Linked DNA regions of Sus scrofa: regions 1 and 2 are each linked to region 3. A link is a contact called in public Hi-C and HiChIP or PLAC-seq data. All regions are on one chromosome and are shown on one strand. The core of a region is the stretch at or near the end of the contact, and the rest is flanking DNA. Distances in the headings are between cores, read along the strand shown. Region 1 holds the start of ARSB (arylsulfatase B). Region 2 holds the start of JMY (junction-mediating and -regulatory protein). Region 3 holds the start of AP3B1 (adaptor related protein complex 3 beta 1 subunit).

The links. A called contact is a pair of places that touch in the nucleus more often than the background predicts. HiChIP or PLAC-seq counts read pairs in DNA pulled down with a chosen protein or histone mark.
Region 1: a contact with region 3 is called in an H3K27ac HiChIP or PLAC-seq map of alveolar macrophages. The contact joins the promoter of ARSB here to the promoter of AP3B1 in region 3. A contact is called at or near these places in 1 of 5 promoter capture datasets (fetal skeletal muscle), 1 of 47 Hi-C or Micro-C datasets (fetal skeletal muscle) and 2 of 2 datasets of contacts at active chromatin or transcription factors (alveolar macrophages and skeletal muscle).
Region 2: a Hi-C map of liver shows a contact between it and region 3, with 5 times the contacts expected there. The contact joins the promoter of JMY here to the promoter of AP3B1 in region 3. A contact is called at or near these places in 2 of 5 promoter capture datasets (fetal liver and liver) and 2 of 47 Hi-C or Micro-C datasets (liver and retroperitoneal adipose tissue).

What each region holds. Positions count from the first base shown.
Region 1 is chr2:87,777,293-87,781,045 of Sscrofa11.1, reverse strand. It overlaps ARSB (arylsulfatase B), which reads left to right and starts at 1,493. Exons shown (of 8, transcript XM_021084478.1): 1 at 1,493-3,112. The coding sequence starts at 2,798. It overlaps LOC110259405 (a long non-coding RNA gene), which reads right to left. Exons shown (of 2, transcript XR_002341753.1): 1 at 2,939-3,753; 2 at 698-1,274.
Region 2 is chr2:88,019,211-88,023,097 of Sscrofa11.1, reverse strand. It overlaps JMY (junction-mediating and -regulatory protein), which reads right to left and starts at 1,526. Exons shown (of 10, transcript XM_021084484.1): 1 at 1-1,526.
Region 3 is chr2:87,140,542-87,144,460 of Sscrofa11.1, reverse strand. It overlaps AP3B1 (adaptor related protein complex 3 beta 1 subunit), which reads left to right and starts at 1,798. Exons shown (of 27, transcript NM_001098585.1): 1 at 1,798-1,969. The coding sequence starts at 1,842.

The sequences.
Region 1 (3,753 bases), core at 244-2,743, 640 kb before region 3:
GTTCCTTGGAGAAGTGGCTGATTCCAGGGTTGGGGAAGAAAAAATCCAAGATGAATCTAGAATATCTTGTTGTACCATAAAGTAAGGGAGTGCTCAAATATTAAAGAGAACATGCCACAAGGACACAAGAGTTAGACTGAAGGGGCTCCCACTGGCCAAATCAGAGGAAATTTGAGCACTGATATGATTAATATGTATTATTATACTGATTAAATTAAGAATCTTTGAGTTCATAGTGATATAAACAAACACATGAGGAAGAAGGCAAAGTTCTTCCTTACAGTAGTAGAAAGACAACTAATAAATCTATTTAAAGAATGATAGAAAATCACTATAATCACCATTTGGGAACCATCCTAATAATGACTGAAGCAATAAGCCTCAGGGAAGGTTAAAACTAATAAGCGAAAGTTTTAGGAATAACAGAATATATGCATACTCTCAAAGTACCTCCCCATAAAATAATTATTAATTACAGGGGGGAAATAATAACTTTACAGTGGGGAAACGGCCACCTTAAGTTATCAAATAATAAAGTAAATCAACAACACCTGACTCTTAATATGAAGCATCAAGAATACGTTATATTTGCAGTATTTCTGTATAAACCCATAACCTGCGCCTAATCATTAGGAAACAACAACTCTAATGGAGAGATTTTACAATAACTAGACTATACTGCACGTCAAAGATGTTCAATGCATAAATGAAAAATAGAATTAACTCTTTTTAATTAACTCATTTGCACATTTCCAGAGCATTTTTAGCATAAGCTTTTATTTGAAAATTCAGGACATCGGAAGGTGCAGTGCAAGTTCAGTAGTTTCTGGAGCAGTTGGTCAAAGGAGGAATTGTTCCTGCAGATTACCAGCCATGGTTTGGGCAATCTGATTTCTATCCTGAAGGGTAGGGAGGAACAGTTATGGAAAGAGGGACAGGCAAGGGCCACCATGGAAAATTTTGTCCTTAAAGATCTTTTACATGGTTTTTAAAGGAAATTTTCAAGCCTTAACCTAATGAGAGTCAAATAGCTCTTCAACATTCTCTTTTTGGAATTCCCATTGTGGCTCAGCGGTTAACCTGACTAGTATTCCTGAAGACGCAGGTTCGATCCCTGGCCTCGTTCAGTGGGTAAGGATCTGGTATTGCCGTGAGCTGTGGTGTAGGTCACAGATAAGGCATGGATCCCGCCTTGCTATAGCTGTGGAGTAGGCCAGCAGCTACAGCTCCAATTCAATCCCTGCCGTGGGAACCTTCATGTCACCAGTATGGCCCTAAAAAGACACACACACAAATTTCTTTTTACTTAATGCCAATTTTTCTCCTGCTAAATTTCATCGATTCCACCACAGATGACAAGTGGCTGTAACATAAATTAATTTACTTCATGCAGAGAAAAAAAATTCTATGTATGTAAAGAAGGAAACATTCCATATGTTAGAGAATAATTTTCAAAAAATGAGAAAATCATGATCCTTATACACATATAAAATGAATATACATCAAAGATTTTATTTAATTCATTAACGAAGAAACAGAGTGTTAACACCAGTTCCAAGAACAATCCAAGGAACAGATCAGGAATATGAAATAAATGTGTAAGTGGAGGCAAAACTTTTTTCCAAGGTAGTGGCGAGGGTGTCATTCCAATGGATAGAATTAATTTGCATGTGTATAAACAAGAATTAGTTTCCATTGCTCTCAGTTATCTACAACCTATAAATGTGTACAATGAGTCCCATGGAATCAGAAGCAGATAACCTGAAAGGAGCGCAAAATTTCTTCCCCTACAACCAGTAACAGTTATTGTCTGTCTCCAGATAGAGGGAGGAGGCAGAGTCTTGGCTGGCAATGGGAATACACTGGTCATGAGGCTAACTTCCCATGCTTCAATGAGCATGTGGCTAAAGGAATGTTTCTTTCCATCCAGGGACTGTTTCAGGCAAATGAGTCTACTTTGGTTCACCACTTCATTGTGGGGGAGCCAACTCTGAAAGGGCTCGTATCTGGACAAGCTAATGAGCTACTCCCTGGCCACACAGCACTCCAAGGGCAGCCTAACTATAAAGCTGCACCTTCAAAACGGCACCGTGCAGTCCGAGTGTGTACTTGGCCCCTTTTGGCTAAGTGGGGAGGAAGTGGCTTCGCAGGCCTATGCTATTCTTAAAGGAATCTGAAACGCCATTCAGATCTCTGCCTCTTCATTGTTCTACATGCACGAGGCTGGGTTCTTTTGCTAGAAACAATTCTGCTAGAAACGATGCTTTCACGACTCTTAAAACATTATAGCTCAAGATATGGAGTCAGAACTGGGTCTGGGTTACGCCCAAGCAACTCCAAGCTTGTTTACTCCGGAAAAAAGGGGGGGGGAGGGGCAAAATTATGATTCCGAGCCGTCAGAGTTGTGAGATTTAAAGAGATAAGGGCTGTCAAAAATGCTGTGTAAATTGTGAAGAGTTACTAAAAAGAGCAAATTCGCTCCTCTTTTAGGATGCCAAGAGGCAACGAGCATCGCTGGAAAGATGAGACCTTGGCCCTTATCAAGCATCAACGGAGTTACCCTGGAGCACAGCTGCGAGGCTGCCCGAGTTCTACTCGCTGGCTCCTCCCCCGCCACACGGGCCCGGGCCGGGGTTAGAGGCGGCGGGTCTCCGGCGCTGGGCCTCTACTGCCCACGGCCCGCAGGGGGTGAGGTTCAGTGCCGGGGCGGGGCAGCCCCGGCTGCTCAGTTCCTGATTCTATAAGTGGTGCCCGAGGCTGGCGGCGCCACAGGCGCGGGCAACGCGGGCGACGCAAGATGGGCCGGCGAGGCGCTGAGAGTTGGCCCCGAGGCCCCGGGCAGCGGCGGCCGCTCCTCCCCACCGTCCTCCCGCTGGGGCTGCTGCTGTTGCTGCTGCCTCCTCTCGGTTCCAGCATTGGGGCCGGCCGGCCGCCTCACCTCGTCTTCGTGCTGGCGGACGACCTGGGCTGGAACGACGTGGGCTTCCACGGCTCGGAAATCCGCACGCCGCACCTGGACGCGCTGGCGGCCGGCGGAGTGCTGCTGGACAACTACTACACGCAGCCGCTGTGCACGCCATCGCGGAGCCAGCTGCTCACCGGCCGCTACCAGGTACGCAGCGCCCCCGGCGGCCCGCCGGCCCCGCGCCCGGCTCCGCCCCCGCCTCCGGCCGCGGCCCTCCTCCTTCGGCCGCCCCGCTCCGCTCCGATCCGGGCCTGCCCGGCCCGCGAGCTTCCTAGAAGTGGGGCCCGAGACCCAGGCGGCGACAGGCCAGTCGGGGTCGGTCCCCCGATATCAGTCCCAAAGAGGCGGCTTCTCGCCCACGCAGCGATGTCGCAGCTCCTCCCAGGCTCGCGGCGGCCTCTGCGCATGCCCGGTGTCCGGGCGCCCCCTCATCTCCAGGCGCCCCACCTCTCTGGGTGGTTTTTCTGTCTTCCGTTTTCTAAAGGTCGGGGTGAAGGGGATTTTGGCCGATGCTCGTTGCGGGGCCGGTAGCCGGTAGGCAGAAAGGTCAGAATGGACTCTGTGGAGTGGTCCTGAAGGGGACGATGGAGCAGGAGCGAGTCCCGGAGTGGGGCAGTGAGAGGTGGGGAGCCAGGAACGCTGGAGGGAGCTTTGAAATGAAGGCGAGCCCACAGTGGGAGCGATTATGGTTCCCTGTGAACCCAGCGTCATAGGTTAGGACTGCCCGATCGAAGATTAAAGGAATTTTTGAAGTTCTCAGCAGCCCTGGAATGAAACCTATCCAGGTT
Region 2 (3,887 bases), core at 277-2,776, 880 kb before region 3:
GCCCCGTTCTGCGGCCGCTCCCCGCGCCCGCCCTGGCCGCCCCCCGAGCGAGGCCGCGGTGCTGCGTCTCAGGCGCTCCGGAGGTGAGGCGAGGGTTCCGCGGGGCCGGACAGGCAGGAAGGTGGTAGGGGCCCGCGGCTTCTACCTCTCCGCCGCTCACTCGGGCCGACCTCCCCGCCCCCCCGCCTCTTCTTGCCGACCGCCTGGAGCCGGCCTGATGGAGGGACGGGTCTCCTAAACTCTGCGCCTCAGAATCGCCACAATGTTGCTATTCGGCTGCTGACGTCGGCGGCTCCACGAGGGACGTAAACACGGGCACGTGCCGCACGCTGGTGACGCGGCGGCGGCGCGCACACCCCGCTCGCGCCCGTCGGCTCCGCCCCTCGGCGTCCCCGCCCCGGTCCGCTGGCGGCCGCGCGCCGGCTCTTTTCTTCCCGCTCAGCACCTCCCTTCGAGAGCTGGAGGCGGGGAACTGCAGGCATTGAGAGTTGCAGGTGTGCCCTTCGGGACAGGTGGTCTCCGAACCCAGTTAAAGAGGAACAAAGACGGAGGAACTGAGATTTTTTAAACTCCAGCCATTCAAAGGGACCCTCAAGTGTAAATTTTCCTCCATTCGCCCAGAGGGATAATTCCTACATTCAGAAATAACTCGGTAACGTTTTGTGAACTATGTGCTGAACTTTACTGGGATCTATCTAGACTATTGGATTGTCCCCTAACACCCTTCCGACATTTTAAGGAATGAAGGGAAGGTGTCTGAAAGACAACCCAGTAGAACTCCAAAACAAAATAAATGAAAATGCAGCCCTGTCCTAGCAGTATGAATGCTTACATCTCGGTTCATCTGTGGTTTATTGCTTCAGGTTTCATCATTGTGTACTGTTCTGTGAACCTCGTTTTGAGGTCACAGGTTTGAGCCCTGTTGAAATTGTATTCAGTTATCAGAGTTCCCAGAATGCACATACCAAAAAAAAAAAAGCAAATCTGAGGAATTCTGCTATTCATACTGAAATACATTCTTAAAATTGACTAGTGGATTTTATAATCCAGTTTATATTATTAGCATTCTCTTTCCTGCTAGTGTCCAATTCATATTGCAGTTATTCTCTGTTCACAGTAAAGTACAATGGGAATGATTAATTTTATTCATATTTCTAAAAGATATGTGAGAACAGATTAACCTTGTATTGTCATCCATGCTTACCTCAGTATTGTCCTGACGTCTGAAAAAAACCAGCAAAAAGTTTTTGCCCTGTCACTCAGCTGGACATTTTAGACCTATAGATCTGCTTTGACCAAAAAAGGAGTGTTGGGAAGGGCCACTTTGGGTAGGGCAGGATGAGCAAAAGGGACTAGGACAGGTTTTAAAAGCTTTTTACAGTTCTTTATGTGAACCATAAATTGTCAAAGCTCATAACTGAACTTGTGGCAACTCTCAAATGGAAATCAGACATATCCCTTATGAAAGGCAAGACAAAAGAAAAAAAAATCCATTGTAGGAGTTCTCATTGTGGTCAGCATTAAGGAACCTAACCTGACTAGTATCCATGATGACGTAGGTTCGATCCCTGGCCTTGCTCAATACGCTAAGGATCTGGCGTTGCTGCAAGTTGGGGCATAGGTTGCACCTGAGGCTCGGATCTGATGTTGCTGTGGATGCGACATAGGCTGGCAGCTGCAGCTCCAATCAACCCCTAGCCTGGGAACTTCCTATGCTACAGGTGTAGCCCTAAAAAGACACAAACAAATGAACAACCCAAAAACAACCACTGCAAATGAGTATAATCAGCTAAGCAAATAATAACACATTTTAGAAAAACTACTGCTAGTTTTTCTGATAGGGAGTTCCTTCGGTGGCACAGTGGGTTAATGATCCAGCTAGTCTCTGTGGAGGCACAGGTTTGATCCCGAGCCTGGCGTGGTGGGTTAAGGATCTGGTTTTGCTGCAGCTGTGGCTTGGATTTGATTCTTGGCCAAGAAACTTCCATGTGCCTGCCAGTGAGGCTGAAAAAAAAAAAAAAAAAAAAAACAAAAAAAAAACAAAAAAAAAACCCAAGTTTTTCTGATAGAAAGTGATGAGATGAGATAATCACTAGCTCTCATAATATATTACAGATAAGTATGAATACTGAGAATGAATGCCAAAAGAATATGTTTATGGGAAATATATTGTTTACATATGTATTAGAATTGCAATCTTCCCCCACAGAAATAAAATTGCATCTCTTCAAAATAATGCTAGAGAAAATGGGTTCCTAGTCATACAGGTGTTAAGTATTTTCCCCAATACTCTGGCAGCTGTGTTTTGTCAAAAGGTGGTGTCAATGTTTCTCATTTTCTCTATCTTATAATTGTTATCCTGGAAATAAAAAGAAGCAAACCAGAATTCCCATGGCATTTTAGGTAGTATTTTACAATTCTTTATTTAGGCTTGTATCTGATTGTTGAGCAAGGTCTGAGTGTATAAATCACTCCCTGGGAATAAGGAGAGTTATAGAAAGCTACATTTTGACCTTGTTCCAACTTCAGTGTTGTGATTCTTCCACTGGGACTTGCTGTAAACTTTACACCGTATCTTTTACTGCTACTGACATCTTGAATACTGTAGGGTGTGCTGGGATTTTTGACTCTATGCTCTGCAGTCAGGACCTGCTGTAGAGCCATTCTCCTTTCTGAGTCCTACTCAAAGGTGGCACCTTCCGTACCACCTGATTTGAGAGCTTGAGACGTTTTCCTAGGTGTGGAATGTGTTGCCGGCAAAGCGGAAGGAGGCTTAGCAGTCATTGCTTCTTTCACTGTAGTTGTGGCTGCATGATGCAGTTATCTGTCCTTTATTTTGAAGGGAATGTCCTGCTGGGATGTGCCGAAACTTTAGTGAGTAGGCAATTGCCTGAATTTTTGTAGAGTTTGTCTTCCTCCCTCTGGAGTGCATATGTCTTACCAGGGTCTCCAACACGCTAGCAATTACTCATCCTGCCAGATCAGCATGATGTCATCAATATGACATTCTGAGGTATGTCCAGTAGTCTTATGACACATGGTGGGAGAGTTAACATGGCCCTGGAGCAAAGTATTTCTGGTTTTCTTTCCTGACTGGGATAGAAAAGAACACACTGGCTAAATGAATGGCTGCATATTGAGTACCAGAGACCATATTATCTGCTCTAGCAAAGAAACTACATCCAGCTGGGCAGCTGTGACCAGGGCTGTTTCTTTGAGCTAGCAAACAAGGTCTGTAAGGACCAGAAAAGCAAATTAAATAGAGGTATTCTAGGGACAAACTTACCTACATCTTTAAGATGGCACTAATCTCTGCTATCCCTCTCCCAGGTTATAATGTTTGTTTTTGTTTTTTGAGGGACTTTGTTTTTGTTTTTGTTTTGTCTTTTTAGGGCCATATCCTCTGCATAAGATCAGTTTTGTAAATCTCTTAAAAATCTGAAATTAATTTTAGTTGAGTGTGTGCTTATGTGTTAAGAAGCAGTGCTTAACTGCTCTAGAAATTTTGCCCTAATGTCCTGATCTACAGCCTTCTCTGAGAGGTCATTTGCAATCTTTCAGGGGAATTAGATTGTGTGTGTGTGTGGCTGCACCTGCGGCGTATAGAAGTTCCCAGGCCAGGGGTCAAATTGGAGCTGTAGCCACCAGTCTATACCACAGCCTCGGCGATAGAATATCTGAACCATATCCTCATACTGCACTGTGATCCTCTGACTTCTACCAGAGCCCTCTGTTGCTCCAGGGCCTTCTCTTCCCTATTGCTATCAGTGAGCCTGAATTCTGAGACTGCTTCTTCAGCCTTTAACCTTGGCCTGCAGAGGAGAGACACAATGAATTTCATGGGGATGCTGGGGCCCCTCTCACCAGCACACTTCTTTTCTTTTTTT
Region 3 (3,919 bases), core at 549-3,048:
ATGCCAGATCCAAGCCGCTTCTGCGATCTACACCACAGCTCACGGCATTGGCCGAATCCTTATCCTAAGATCTAACCTGCATCCTCATGGATACTAGTTGGGTTCAATAACTGCTGAGCCACAACCGGAACTCCAGGAGTAGGTTTAATTTAATTTAATTAATTAATTAATTTATTTTGTCTTTTTGCTATTTCTTTGGGCCGCTCCGGCGGAATATGGAGGTTCCCAGGTTAGGGGTCGAATTGGAGCTGTAGCCGCCAGCCTAGGCCAGAGCCACAGCATCGCGGGATCCGAACTGTGTCTGCAACCTACACCACAGCTCACGGCAACGCCGGATCATTAACCCACTGAGCAAGGGCAGGGACCGAACCCGCAACCTCATGGTTCCTAGTCGGATTTGTTAACCACTGCGCCACGACGGGAACTCCAGGTTTAATTTTATAAGAAACTACCAAATTATATCTTCCAATGTGGCTGTACTGTTTTGCATTCCCACCAGCAATCAATGAGTGTTTCTGTTGTTCCACATCCCCACCAGCATTTAGTGTGGTCAGTGTTCTGGATTTTGGCCATTTTAGTAGATATGTAGTGATGATCTCCCTGTTATTCTTAGTGTGGCCATCAGAGGCTGTGAGGTTCACACTCTGAGCCACCTCCCTCCACCTCCTCCACACCTCTTCCGTTGGGAGCAGCTTGGCCCAAAGCGGGAAGCCCCATCTCGGCATCCCTGCTGGTGCTTTCTGGGCGTGTCATCCCCACCCCCACCCCCACCCCCGGCGCTGGTCCCACAGGTTGTGCTTCACTATTCCCCTGACAGTTTCTAGCTCTAGGGGCTCTAGGTTTCAAATCCTGCCTGAAGGGGAAGAGGTGGGGGAAAGGTTTGGGTAGGCTCTGAAATCCACCTGAAACGTCAGGCTGGGGGAAGTTACTCCTGGAAAGAAGGTTTCTCTTGTGCAACTGCGGGGCCGGGCAACTTTCTGCCTTGACACCCCAAAAGACGTTAGTAAGTGAAACTGCTAGGGGAAGAACAAATGAAGGAGGTACCTAGATGACAGGCTAGTCCTGGTGCTCGAGGCATCTGTATTTCATTTTATTCTACCTTCGGGAGCCAGACGCCAGGAGGGTGCACTCCTTTAGCTCCTTGCAACCAATGGCCCTGGGATTTTCGTTTGGAACTTTCACTGTAAAGATCACCTCTCTGCCGCGGCAGCGGTGGATCCTCAAACACGGGGTCCTAGAAATTTCCTTAATCTGCAGAGATCTGCGATTGAGGTTGCCTGGGGCGGATGTAAAAGTTAAGACAAAGCTTGCCGGAGGAAAAGGAGCAGAAACCGGCTTAAAAAGGAAAAGCAATCCTGATGTGTCTAAGAAAGTTGATCTGGTGTATTAAATAACATTTTAGGAGAAATCTGAAAGCTATTGGTTTACAACAGGAGTCTAGCAAAGAGATGTCTGGGGTTGGGGAACTTCCTTAGAGATCAAAAAGGATACAATGGGTATCTGTCTCCAAAAAAACTTTAAAAGCCTTGAGCTCAGTCTTTTGCAAGATCAGGGCCCGCCTGGCGCGAAGCCTGAGACTGAGCCTTCCGGCTACCTCGAAAACCAGGAGATGGGAAATCCACGCAGGCCCGGAGTGGCCGGCGGTGGGCTCCGGCCACTATGCACACTGAGCATGCGCAGGGGGTGGACCTCCTGGTCGGTTTAAGGAGCAGCGACGAGTCCGGAAGCGCCTGCGCGCGCCCCGCCGCACGACAACTAGTTTTGTTCCGCGTTCTGTGGTTGGGAGCCGGTCAGAGAGAGCCCCCGGCAGGACCAACCCGACACCCGGCAGCACGACAGCAATGTCCAGCAACAGCTTCGCTTACAATGAACAGTCCGGAGGAGGGGAGGCGACGGAGCTGGGTCAGGAGGCGACCTCAACCATTTCCCCCTCCGGTGCCTTCGGCCTCTTTAGCAGCGATATGAAGAAGTGAGGAGAAAGATTTGGGGTGCGGGGACTGGGCTGAGAAACTGGGGCCCTCGGCGGAGCGGGCACCGAGCTGGGGCCTCCGGGAGAGGGGTGGGGTCGCCCCGAGACGGCTCGGAGCCTAGCGGTAACGTTTCCCCGAAGTTGGACCAGTTGGGAGTGGTGGGAGTTGTGAGTTTGGGATGAGTGTGTGGAGGGGTCTTGAGTAGTTTCAAACTTAAGAGAAAAAAGAGCCATCCCCAGAGACTCGGAGTTGGTCTCGGCTGGGGCACAGGAATCTGAGTTTTCAAAAAAACACTTCAAGCTAATTTACTGTTTGCCTGATCACACTTGGGGAAATTAGCTTATTAAGGTGGAAGGATTGTTTGGGGAGTTGAAAGGGAGAGTTAAAGTGTGAGTTAGGTTTATGGGAAATTCTTCTGTGGCTCTAGAGTGTTGGAGTAAGGAGGTGTTTTAGGCACTTTATGAATGAACAAACTGGTTTATACAACCACTAAGGTTCTTGGACAATGTCTTTTGCACTGCAGACAAAAAAACCAAAAAAACCAAAACCAGCCCCTCCAAAACAAAACAGAAAACCACACAAACAAAAAAACCCCCACTCCCAAACACAGCAAGTATATGAGTATAGACTATTTAGTGTGTTACTCTGAACAAACCCTAAAATTTTATTAATAATGTGAATTTTAAAAACGAGCACTAAACAGTGTGTACCTGTTTTTTTTGGTAAAAGAATATTTTCAGTACCATTGATTTGAGGGGGGATTAAAGTTTCAGAATCCTGATAACTTTGTATTTTATTGTAATTATTTTTACTTGTTTCTTATTTTTAATCTCTCAGTAACAAACTCTATGGTCATATAGTAGGCTGTCCCTAGATTTATGCTAAAGTAAGGTAAAGTAGCTCTGCTGGTGGCTTTGCAGTGTCAGAAAGGTAAATAAAAATTTACTTAAAATTTATTTTAAAAGGTGTTCTTGAAAGTGCTAGTGGTTGAAATTGTGATTACGTTTGGACTGTATTGAGCTAATTGAAATCCTATATGGATCATGTGGAATAGAGTTTTGGGTTTTTTATTTCCTCCCTTATTTTCCAGTTAGAAAAGTTTAAAAGTAATAAAACTAATTTTTCATTCTGTGCATTTAGATGGTGGATTTTCCCAACATGGAGGTTGTTATTAGCAAAATGTTTCAACTGTTTAATTAATGTATATGTCTATATAGGTCTGTTTTGCATGTGATATGCTTACAATTGATTTATGGTTTGTGAATGTCTAAGATGTTTTTCTGTTAGAGACTTTCATTTCCTATTTTGTCAGATTTGGCCTTGATTGGGAAAAAAAAAATATGCCTTTGACTATGGCCGGTGCTGTTGAGGTGACTGAGCAGATTGGATTTAAAATTAGCTAATAGTTATTAAGTGTTTGTGCATCTGTGTAGACTCCTTTACACTTAGTGTCTCAGCTGGTCCCCCTAACAGCCCTCTGGCTTGTTACCAGATACCTCTCTGATCTCACTTTGCGGATGAGGAAATTGGAGCACAAGTGGTTAATTTGCCCAAGATCCTAGAACTAGAAGACTGCACTGCCTGAATTTGAACCCAGACTATCTAATCTTAAGCATACTCTTGAGCAATTGGATGTATATTTACTATTTGATGAAGTTTTTGGTGCTTTTATTAGGGAATGCATTAGGGAAAGCCTCATTAAAAGTTTCAAACTTTGAATAGGAGTTGTAGACAGTGTATGACCTTGAGGCTTTCAGGAATTAGAAACATTTTGGCCATTGAATTGCAACCTAATGGGTTGGTTAGAAACAAGCAGACCCCTGTTCTGGAAGGGCTCGCTTAATCTCTCTTGAGTTTGAATTCTCTCATTTATAAAAGGAAGATATTTCCTGCCTTTTTAAAAAAAACCAAATGGCATAATTTATGTAAAAAACCTAAAGCTTAGCCTG